2 separate regions of the Sus scrofa genome follow, and region 1 is linked to region 2. The links are chromatin contacts, called in public Hi-C maps. All regions are on one chromosome and are shown on one strand. The core of a region is the stretch at or near the end of the contact, and the rest is flanking DNA. Distances in the headings are between cores, read along the strand shown.

Evidence for each region. A called contact is a pair of places that touch in the nucleus more often than the background predicts.
Region 1: a Hi-C map of liver shows a contact between it and region 2, with 2.9 times the contacts expected there. The contact joins two enhancer-like sites. A contact is called at or near these places in 10 of 47 Hi-C or Micro-C datasets (liver, mesenteric adipose tissue, omental adipose tissue and 3 more) and 1 of 2 datasets of contacts at active chromatin or transcription factors (skeletal muscle).

What each region holds. Positions count from the first base shown.
Region 1 is chr9:41,762,123-41,766,809 of Sscrofa11.1, reverse strand. All of the region lies in intron 3 of ZBTB16 (zinc finger and BTB domain-containing protein 16), which reads right to left. Among named protein-coding and RNA genes, the nearest start is that of NNMT, 110 kb to the left of the region's middle. Within about 2 kb of position 2,334, at least 13 of the 83 cell types and tissues checked have an H3K27ac peak or open chromatin away from gene starts, as enhancers often do. A contact at or near this core is called in liver and retroperitoneal adipose tissue, where this site is marked.
Region 2 is chr9:41,649,556-41,654,292 of Sscrofa11.1, reverse strand. All of the region lies in intron 2 of ZBTB16 (zinc finger and BTB domain-containing protein 16), which reads right to left. Among named protein-coding and RNA genes, the nearest start is that of ZBTB16, 12 kb to the right of the region's middle. Within about 2 kb of position 2,997, at least 12 of the 83 cell types and tissues checked have an H3K27ac peak or open chromatin away from gene starts, as enhancers often do. A contact at or near this core is called in liver and retroperitoneal adipose tissue, where this site is marked.

The DNA of each region.
Region 1 (4,687 bases), core at 1,085-3,584, 110 kb before region 2:
CACGGATCCTGTTGCACCACAGTGGGAACACTCATGCTTTTGTTTTGTTTTGTTTTTAGTTTTACAGAAGTATAGCTTATTTGCAACACTGTGATAATTTATGCTGTACAACAAAATGATTCAGTCATATATACACACATCCATTCTTTTCCCATATGGATTATCGCAGAATTTTGGGTAGAGTCCCTGTTGCCCAATCATTCGATATACCTCAGTGTGCATATGCCAATCCCAAACCCCCAGTCCCTTCCTCCCCGACCTGTCTCCTTTGGTAACCATAAATTGTTTTCAAAGTCTGTGAGTATATTTCTGTTCTGCAAATAAGTTCATTTGGATCCTTTTTTTTAGAGTCTGCATATGTGATACATATGATGTTTGTCTTTCACTGTCTAACTTCACTTAGTATGATAACCTCTAGGTCCCTCCATGTTGCTGCAAATGGCATTATTTTGTTCTTTTTATGGCTAACAGAATATTCCATTGTATGCATGTACTGCATCTTCTTTTATCCACTCCTCTGTCGATGGGCATTTATGTTGCTTCCATGTCTTGGCTATTGTGAGGGCTTCCTTAGTGTGCCTGTGTCTGAGTTTTGTATTATAGTCTCATAAGTCGCAGAGCTATTTCTTCCACAGATTTATAGTAGAAAGTAGTCTAGTGTGATTTCCAAACTATCTCAGATATCCTGAGGCTTTAGTAAATACCAGGCATCAGGCTAAATATTTAAGATATATCATTTCATTGCATCCTAACAACCTTTTGAAGGGCATGGTATGATTACTCCCATTTAGCAGATGAGACAACTCAAGCCCCGAGGGGTTAAGTCGCTTGCCCAGCATCACACCGTGGGTAAATACAGAGGTGGATTCAGAACGAGGCAGCCTGACCTCAGAGGCTTTGCTCTTCGTCTCCGTACCCTTCAGCCTCCCTACGGTTCCATCGGCAAAGACTCTTCACGAATAGGAAGGTGAGCTCTGGACTCCCTCTCTCACCCCCAAAAAAATCCACTTCATCTCTCATATACCGCAAGGTTTTGTCTGAAGTTCTAGTTGGAAAAAATGGTTCCACTACTTTGTATTTTTCGTTTTGTTTTTTTTTTCTTTTTGGGCAGCTGCTCGGCGTATGGAGTTCCTGGGCCAGGGATCAGCTGCAGTTGTGGCAACACTTGATCTTTAACCCACGATCTTTAACCCACTGTGCTGGGCTGGGTATTGAACCCGAGTCCCAGCGCTCTAAGAAGGCTGCTGATTCCGTGGCACCACAACAGGAACTCTCCACTACTTTTTAATAGATTTAAAATCCTTGCCTTGGAGTATCTGGCACGTTAAGAGCCAGCACTCAGAATACAAGTCGTACCAGTATAGACTTAGATTAAACACCACTAAACACCGAGGACATTGGCCTTGTCTATATTCCTAATGAGGAGTAAGATATACCTTCTATTGGATGCTCAATAAACAGCAGCTGACTGACTAAATGAATGATAGAATGTCCCAGGAAAGATATGAAATTACTTTTCCCTAAGAGCCTTAAAAATAAATATTGTCAGGAGTTCCCACTGTGGCTCAGCGGATTACAAACCTGGCTAGTATCCATGAGGATGCAGGTTCCATCCCTGGCCTCGCTCAGTAAATTAAGGATCCAGTGTTGCCATGAACTGCTGTGTAAACGGCAGACACTGCTTGGATCTGGCGTTGCTGTGGCTGTGGCATAGGCCGGTAGCTGCAGCTCTGATTTGATCCCTAGCCTGGGAACTTCCCTGTGCTGGGGGTTCAGCCCTAAAAAGCAATAAATAAATAAATATTGTCATTTGTCTTAGGTAGCTGGAGTTGAATTTCACCTCGAGGCAGAGAGAATCTCACAATCCCCTCTGGGTGTCCCTCCAAGCTTCAGGGCGTCCCAGGGCCAAGGATCTGTAAGAGACTTCTAGAGCTTCAAAAAAGAGCCAGGGAACTTGACGGCAAAGCAGTCAGCATGGGTGTTCACAGAGGAAGCAGCCGGGCCCCTTTCCAGCCATGGATACTGGTGATGCAGCAGTACTGGGGCGGAGCAGGCCAGGTGGGAAGTGGGGGTGGAGCCACTGACAGCCCCTCACAATGAGAAACTCCCCCAGTCCCAAATCATTAGTCAACAATGATTTTCTGAGGACCCAGGAGGGATCCGATTTTAACTGTGTTTCTTTCTTGGGTCCTATCAGTTCTCAAGGCTCCCTGAAAAGGAAGGAGGCAGAGAGGCCTGAGGAGGGGCTGGAAAGGGGAGGGCACTGTGGACTCGCCATCACCCCTGCCATCGGCCTGGAGCCCAGCCGCTGGGTGAGGAGCCTGCTCAGGCTGCAGCCTCAAAGGGCTGTGGTGAAGAGGATTCTTAGAAAACAGCCATCCTTGCGGCCGCAGGAGCATCTGCCTTAATGACTGAGAAGCAGGAGCAAGGAAAGAGGGCAGGTAGGAAATCAAAGGCCGGATGTGTGCCGTCACACGAGCTCTGACGAAGATAAAACAGATTAGCACACATGATCTCGGCAAGGTTGCCGGCTGAGCCCAGGCCTGACCACATCTGGCTGACCTCAAATTCCCCCCTCCCCACCCCTGCCTTGCTGAAGTCACGAAACTGAGCTGAGTGTGTGAAAGCCTCCTGTCCTCACTGACTGTGGGTGACAACACCCCCCCAACACACACACACACACACACACACACACACACACACACACACACACACACGAGGATCCCATGGACATGGGCTCCCAGACCAGCCCCCATTCATGAAGCCTCGACACTCCCCACCCCCACCCAGACACCCCCAAACCCCAAGCCTCAACAGCCAGAATGGGCAGTGCCAGGACCCAGGACCCGGGGGCCCAGCAGAGAGAGGCAGACACCCCCTCTCCCAGGGAGGCGTGTGCCTTTAAATTGTCTCTGTAATGGCTGGCTCAGAGGCAGAAATATTTGGCAGCCCTGAAATTAAAAGTGATAAATTTCCTCGCCAAGCTTTGATCGATAATAGAGGCCTCATCTGTTAATCAATAAGACAGTCTCTGCCTGTTTACTGTGCATACGTTGTTCACTGCTGCCTTCGGTATGATGTCAGGTTTGCATTCAGAGCAACTCAAGTGTGCGTAAACCACATGGCTCTTCCCAAAACGCATTACGGTGACATCATTCAGCCACTAATACATTTATAAAGCCTCGGTGCGAGGGGGTAGGGGTGAGGCAGGAGGTCACGCCAGTGGGACACAACGGGCACCTATGGACGTGTCGGCAGCATTCCCCCGCCACGGTATTTCCCGGGGCTCAGCCTGGCGTGGGGAGAAGGCCAGGCCATCTTCTTCCTGCACACGGGGGATGTTTTCTGCATGTTTGTTAAGTAGGTGCCAAGAGTAGGTTTACAGCAAGTGGATACAAGAGACAAATCCCTGTCCTCGGGAGCTTATGTTCCAGAGGGGAAAGAACGGTTTTAAAAGTCAAGTGAATACAAAATGGGTGGTGACCAGAGAGAATGGGAGAACGAGCCAAGTGAAGAGGGACAGAGAAGGCTATTTGACATGGGATGAGTGGGCATTGGAGGGAGAACTGCAGAAGGCGAGACTGCCCTCTAAGGAAGCTCATCCCGGGCAGAGCAAGAGCTAGGAGGCCGCCGGCTGGAATGGGGTCAGTGCGGGGAGAGGGAGAGCCGGGGTCTGGATGGCAGGGAGAGAAAGGAAACAACAGAGAGGCAGAAGCACAAGAAGATAAAGTATGTTACCCCCTGCTCCCTCCCCAGCAGTTACAGGTCCCAGGAAACCAGAGGAGGTCACAGCAAGATCCAGAGTCGGGGAGCACTGGGTGCCAGGCCTGGCTCAGCTGTCCCCGGCTGTGGACATCACACACGTCATCACACCTCAAGGCACCTGTGAACCCATCTGTACAATGGGAACGATCGGATCGGATCTGTCTGCCTCACTTGATGCTGTGAGGATCAAATGAGACAATGGATTTTTTGTTTTGTTCTGTTTTTAGGGCCACACCCATGGCATATGGGTCAAACCAGAGTTGCAGCTGCCAGCCTATGCCCCAGCCACAGTCACGCGGGATGCAAGCCACATCTGCGACTTACATCATAGCTCACAGCAACAGCGGATCCCCGAACCACTGAGCGAGGCCAGGGATCAAACCCGCATCCCAGTGGATATTAGTCGGATTCGCTTCCTCTGTGCCACAACCGGAACTCCCAATAATGGATATTAATGAATACAAAATTCTTGTTAAGAAGTTCCCATTCTGGTGCAGCGGAAAAGAATCTGACTAGGAACCATGAGGTTGCAAGTTCGATCCCTGGCCTCTCTCAGTGGCTTAAGGATCTGGTATTGCTGTGAGCTGTGGTGTAGGTCACAGACTCGGCTTGTGACCCTCAGCAAGTGGCCTCAACTCAGTGAGCCTGCTGTTCTGTGTGTAAAACAGGAACAAAATGGGAACAGCAAGAGAAAGTCCCTCCCAGGGTTGGGACAAGGTGGGGAAGGTGCCTAGCCCCATGTCTGAGGGCAGATCCACAGAACCGGTCAGTGACAGCTACCATCGTCACAGCCAGGCCCGGGGCCAGGGCTCCTTTAAAGAACTCCTTTGTGCAAAGTATGATTGATTTTACTGAAATTCAATGGCCAGTTATTTGGGGGCCATTTATCTTGCGTAAAGTGAGTCTCACAGTCGTAAAGACA
Region 2 (4,737 bases), core at 1,748-4,247:
CGCGGGATCCGAGCCACGTCTGTGACCCACACCACAGCTCACGGAAACACCGGATCCTTAACCCACTGAGTGGGGCCAGGGATCGAACCCACAACCTCATGGTTCCTAGTCGGATTCGTTAACCACTGAGCCATGACAGGAACTCCTGTTTTCCATTTTAAGACCCATTTTATGATAAGAAAAAAGGCAACAGGCACATCTTTTCCAATACTGTGCCCTGAGACCATACCACATGCCTGGCCATGGGGGTTGCTGTCCCGTGGGCACCGTCTCTTACGAAGGACATCCGGCACACGTGTGAAGTCAGTGTCTTTAACTTCTCGAGCAAACGAAGAAGCAGGTGGCTAGGCATCCATCGCAAAGCTTCCAATGGGCGGAGGATGAATTCAAACCGGGGTTTGGCCGCAGACACGATGCCTCCCAGCTTCCCACCGTTCTGCAAGCAGCAACCAGCCCAGAATATCCAGACACTCCCACCAGGAAGGGAGAGCAAGCAAAGCCCCCTCCCCTGGATCCCACCCCCCCCAGACAAGCTCTGCCTGCATGTGGGGGTCTCTTCTCCTCCACCCCCCCAAGCCCCGGCCCCCAGATTCCACACCCACATCCAGGCCCACACCCTCAGCTCTGCCAACACACAGCCATCCAGGCATGGAAACGGTTAAGTCGCCCTCAGCGAATAAATCAAAAGTTCAAGGCTGCAACATACCACAATGATTCCTTCTTTACATATGACGAGAACCAGAGAGGGGCTGAAATCCCAAGCATCCTGAGCGAGGTCTCCCCGGCCCGCACAGGTTATGCCGCCAGGGTCAGGGCCGCGGACCTTTAGCGGCAACATTCATTTCCTGAACAGGACAAGTCCTCCTGACCATAAAGCTAATAGGAACTTCCTCGCACGGCGAGCTCCGGCTGACAGGGCTACTTGTCACTGGCCACGCAGGAGGAGAGCGCTGGTTCCCATTAGTGGGTTATGATGCCAGGTGCTACTAATAAGGTACATCGGCAAGAAACAAGAGCCTGCTAAGCTGTCTCTCCAACTCTGGAAGTCATCAGGCCTGGGCTTCGGGCTTGGGGAGGGGCCTTCTTTAAGGGGAAGAGGGAGCTTTAGCCACTGTGGACCCCCCCGGCAGCATCTAACCTGCCGAACGGCTGAAATCAATACATTTCAGACCATCGCTCTGCATGTCCCCCAGCTGCCATAAAAGACTCCCCCAAATGGACGCTCATAGCATTTCCCCCAGCGCTCCAGGCCTGATGGATCACCCAGGGCCATTACGGTCGGCCACATCTGCTTCTCACTATGGCAAGGAGGGTCGTGCCAACAGGCCTAATGGCATTAAGATCACAACGCTCAGTTAATCCACTTAGAGACTGATGCCCGGTGAGGGTGGCAGGGGACTTGGGAGGCGAGAGGCTCCCTTGTGAGGTCACAAGCGAAGCGGGGAAACAGGGAGGCGGCCTCACATGGAGTCCCTGCTGTGGGATCGAGGGGACAGGGTACCTCACTGAGCCTGTTTGAATCCCATCGAGAGGGAAGGGCTAAGCTCGCTTCACAGAACAGGAGCCTGATGGTCAGACAAGGGAAGCCACCTGCCCCAATTCACAATGAGGGGCCAGCAGGCAAAGCCAAGTCTATCTGAGATCCGTCTGTGCCCTGGCCCTACACACCGACAGGCACAGGGTCTGGCGGTGCCTGTCTCATTCTCAGCATGCCTGTCTTATATGTTCGCTCTTATCATCTGGGGCATCTAAAGGGCCCTAAAGAGGGGAGAACTGTAAACACCACTTTCAACTGGCCCACAGTGCAACCTCCCATCAAGATTTCTCCAACTCCATCTTCTAGTAATTTCGCCAGTCATACCCCCCCTGTCTAGGGAAGTTCTTTCTCTTATCTGACTTGGATTTTTCCTACTGCAAAGCTGAACACAGTCTGCTCTTGCTGAAGAAAATCAGATCTTAAGGACAGAGTCGAAAGTGAGGGAGGAATTTAGAATTCAGCAGGTTTTTGTGAGTTTTTACCCGAAGTTTCCGTGCTGACGATCAAGGACCGGATCCCCTCTTTGCAGCTGCAGCGTTAAGCCTCACGTAGGCAAAAACCCAACCAGAGTTTTTCCAGACTGAGCCAGCATAATAAGGACATGGGGGCTTTTAAGGGGAAACAGTAGAAAGGGGAAATTCTGATTATGCTGGCATGAGATTAACAGCATGGAATTTTTATTTTTGTAAGTGGGTTTCTTTTTCTCTCCCTTTTTCTGTTTTTGGAGTCAGCATAAAAGGCCTCTATCCCTAGAAGCTGGTCTCTCTCTGTGTGAGAGATGGTGGAGTGCTCTTGGACCCGCGTGGCCCCGGCCCGGAAAACACAAACCTTTCGCACAGTTAAGCAGCGCCCTCCCTCCCCCCTCCTCTCTGGTCATCAGAGGAAGCTAGTGGCCAAGTGATGAGCCTCCTGGTCACCGGCCACAGGGAACACGGAGCTGGTCCTTCCTGTAACTCCCCCTTCCCTTCCGACTCCATTAGGGGCTGAAGATCCAAGCAGGACGTTATGGAAAGAAGCATGAACGTGGAGCCAGAAGACCTAAGCACAAATTCTGGTGCCACCCTTCACCGGCTCACCAGGGACAGGTCCATTAGCCTCTCGGGTTCCCCTCTGCCCATCAGGGAACGGGAAACAAATATCTACCCTACAGGGCGGCTAGAGGGGTTGGGAAGATACAAACACACTTGGCACAGAACCTGAGGCGTGTCAAGCCCTCAAAGCGCTGTTTGCTGAATCCACCCTTAGAAGCATCCTGCACGGCGGAGAAGGAATGGGAAGGGGCTCTGAAACATGCTCCGTCCACAAGCCCAGGCTTCTCGGAAAGGAGGTGTTTGTGCTCCTAGGCTCTGCCGCCACTGCAGTGATTTGCTGGCCTGACCACATGCACAGGCAAGGGGACAGGGCAGTGGTGAGCTGCCTCGGCATTTGGAAACGATGCCAGTGGAGCGCTGCCCGGCTAAATTTAAACGAGGACTGGGATGACTCATCAGGCTTCAGGTCAATGGGACAAAGAGTACCCTGGCCACCGCGCTAGAAGAGATCAGATTGAGGGGGAAATTTCGGTGGTCACTGTGTATCAGCTCCAAATACAGGACGCCAGAGGTGGCAGCTCTTATTTAGGTGCCGTATAAACAATACCTTTGGGGGAAAGCAGGACCTGGACCAACACGAACATAATTTTTACCCTGCACTGCCAGCTTTACAACAATGGCAGCAAAAATACAACAGCAAACATTTACTTTGGGTCACCTACTTCCTAGCCAGTGCTCAGTATTTACTGATTAATCCCTGTAACAACCCAGTAAGTAAGTACTGTTATTATTCCCATTTCACAAATGAGCAAACAGGCGCAATAAGGTAATGTCCCCAAGAGTAATGTCAGGTAATGTTAAGTAATGTAACCAGAGCCACACAGCTGGTAAGTGGTCAGGTTGGGATTCTGACCCAGAGAGTCTGACTTGCTCAAAATGTCTATTTACTACGTGAAACACATGGGGTCGAAGGTGAGGGAGTGGGGGTGCCATGGTAAGTTTTCCTTTCCACCAAAGTCAATGCCACTGAGTCAGAGCTTTCGCCTACCACCACCAGAACAGAACTTGACCAAGAAAAGCTTTTGTTCTTGTGGAAAATTCCAGAACCCTCCAATGGGCGAAGTGAGGCAGGCCTGTATTCATTTAGCAAGACTCATGTCTCACACACGGGCTTTCAGCTGGACTTGTTTTCAAGTCATTCATTTTTAAAACTTAAAATAATTGGAAATGTTTTTCCCCAAATTAGCAACAAATCAGAGTTGTGAACGGAGTTTCGATTTTAACTTGTAGGATCATCACAATTTGAAAGATTCAGAGTTGTCCCAGAACAAGCAGAAGGAAAAAAAGTGTTGCTGAATGAAAGCGTTCTTGCCCTCTCCTTCCAGCAATTAGCAACTCCATCCAATAGCGACAGCAAATTAAAATGGGACTTCTCACCAAGATGAGAGAGCAGGCAACTTACTTCTGCTAGAAAGAAAACTAAAGAACTCATCTTCAAATTTCCAAGAGTTCAGCCTAGATCCCAGATGACTCAGTAACCCTAAGCAGGTTAAAGTACTAAAAAAAAAAAAAAAGCAACGAAGTCCAAGTAGACAGAATCAAATCAAACTGACCCTGTTTTAGCTGGCTGACTCCCAAACCAGATTCCAAAACAGAGCAAAATTCAATTAACCAAAAGGACTTCATGAGGCTATAAGTAAGTGCAGAAGCGGCAAACTTTTGAAAGAGTTCACCAATTCAGAAATAGCTCATCCAACTGGCTAGTTTTAGAAATGAAGACGATAAGCTCAAGATGAAAAAGAGACCAATGAGAGTGACAGAGGGAGAAAAAGAAGAAAGCAAGCGAGTGAGCAAAGTCAAGCCGAGTACGGAGACCCAGCCTCCCAAACAGCGGGCCTCAACCCCCCAGAGCCCGCTGCCATCCTCCGCTCTTCACAACCAACAATCGACGGCTCCAAAAGACGAGCTCTCCAGGAGCCCAGGAGCTTATAAACTTAGGTCATTCATCACCCCCAAAAGGATACTTCCTGGAAACAGGAACGGTTTCAGAAAGGATTTAGGCAAATCTGTGAATGACAGAGCAGCCATAAATAGCTCCTAAGAGATCTGGGCTCCACCTGACCTTTAGGATTGACGTCAAGGAAGAGACCCGTAGCCTCCAAGGGTGGT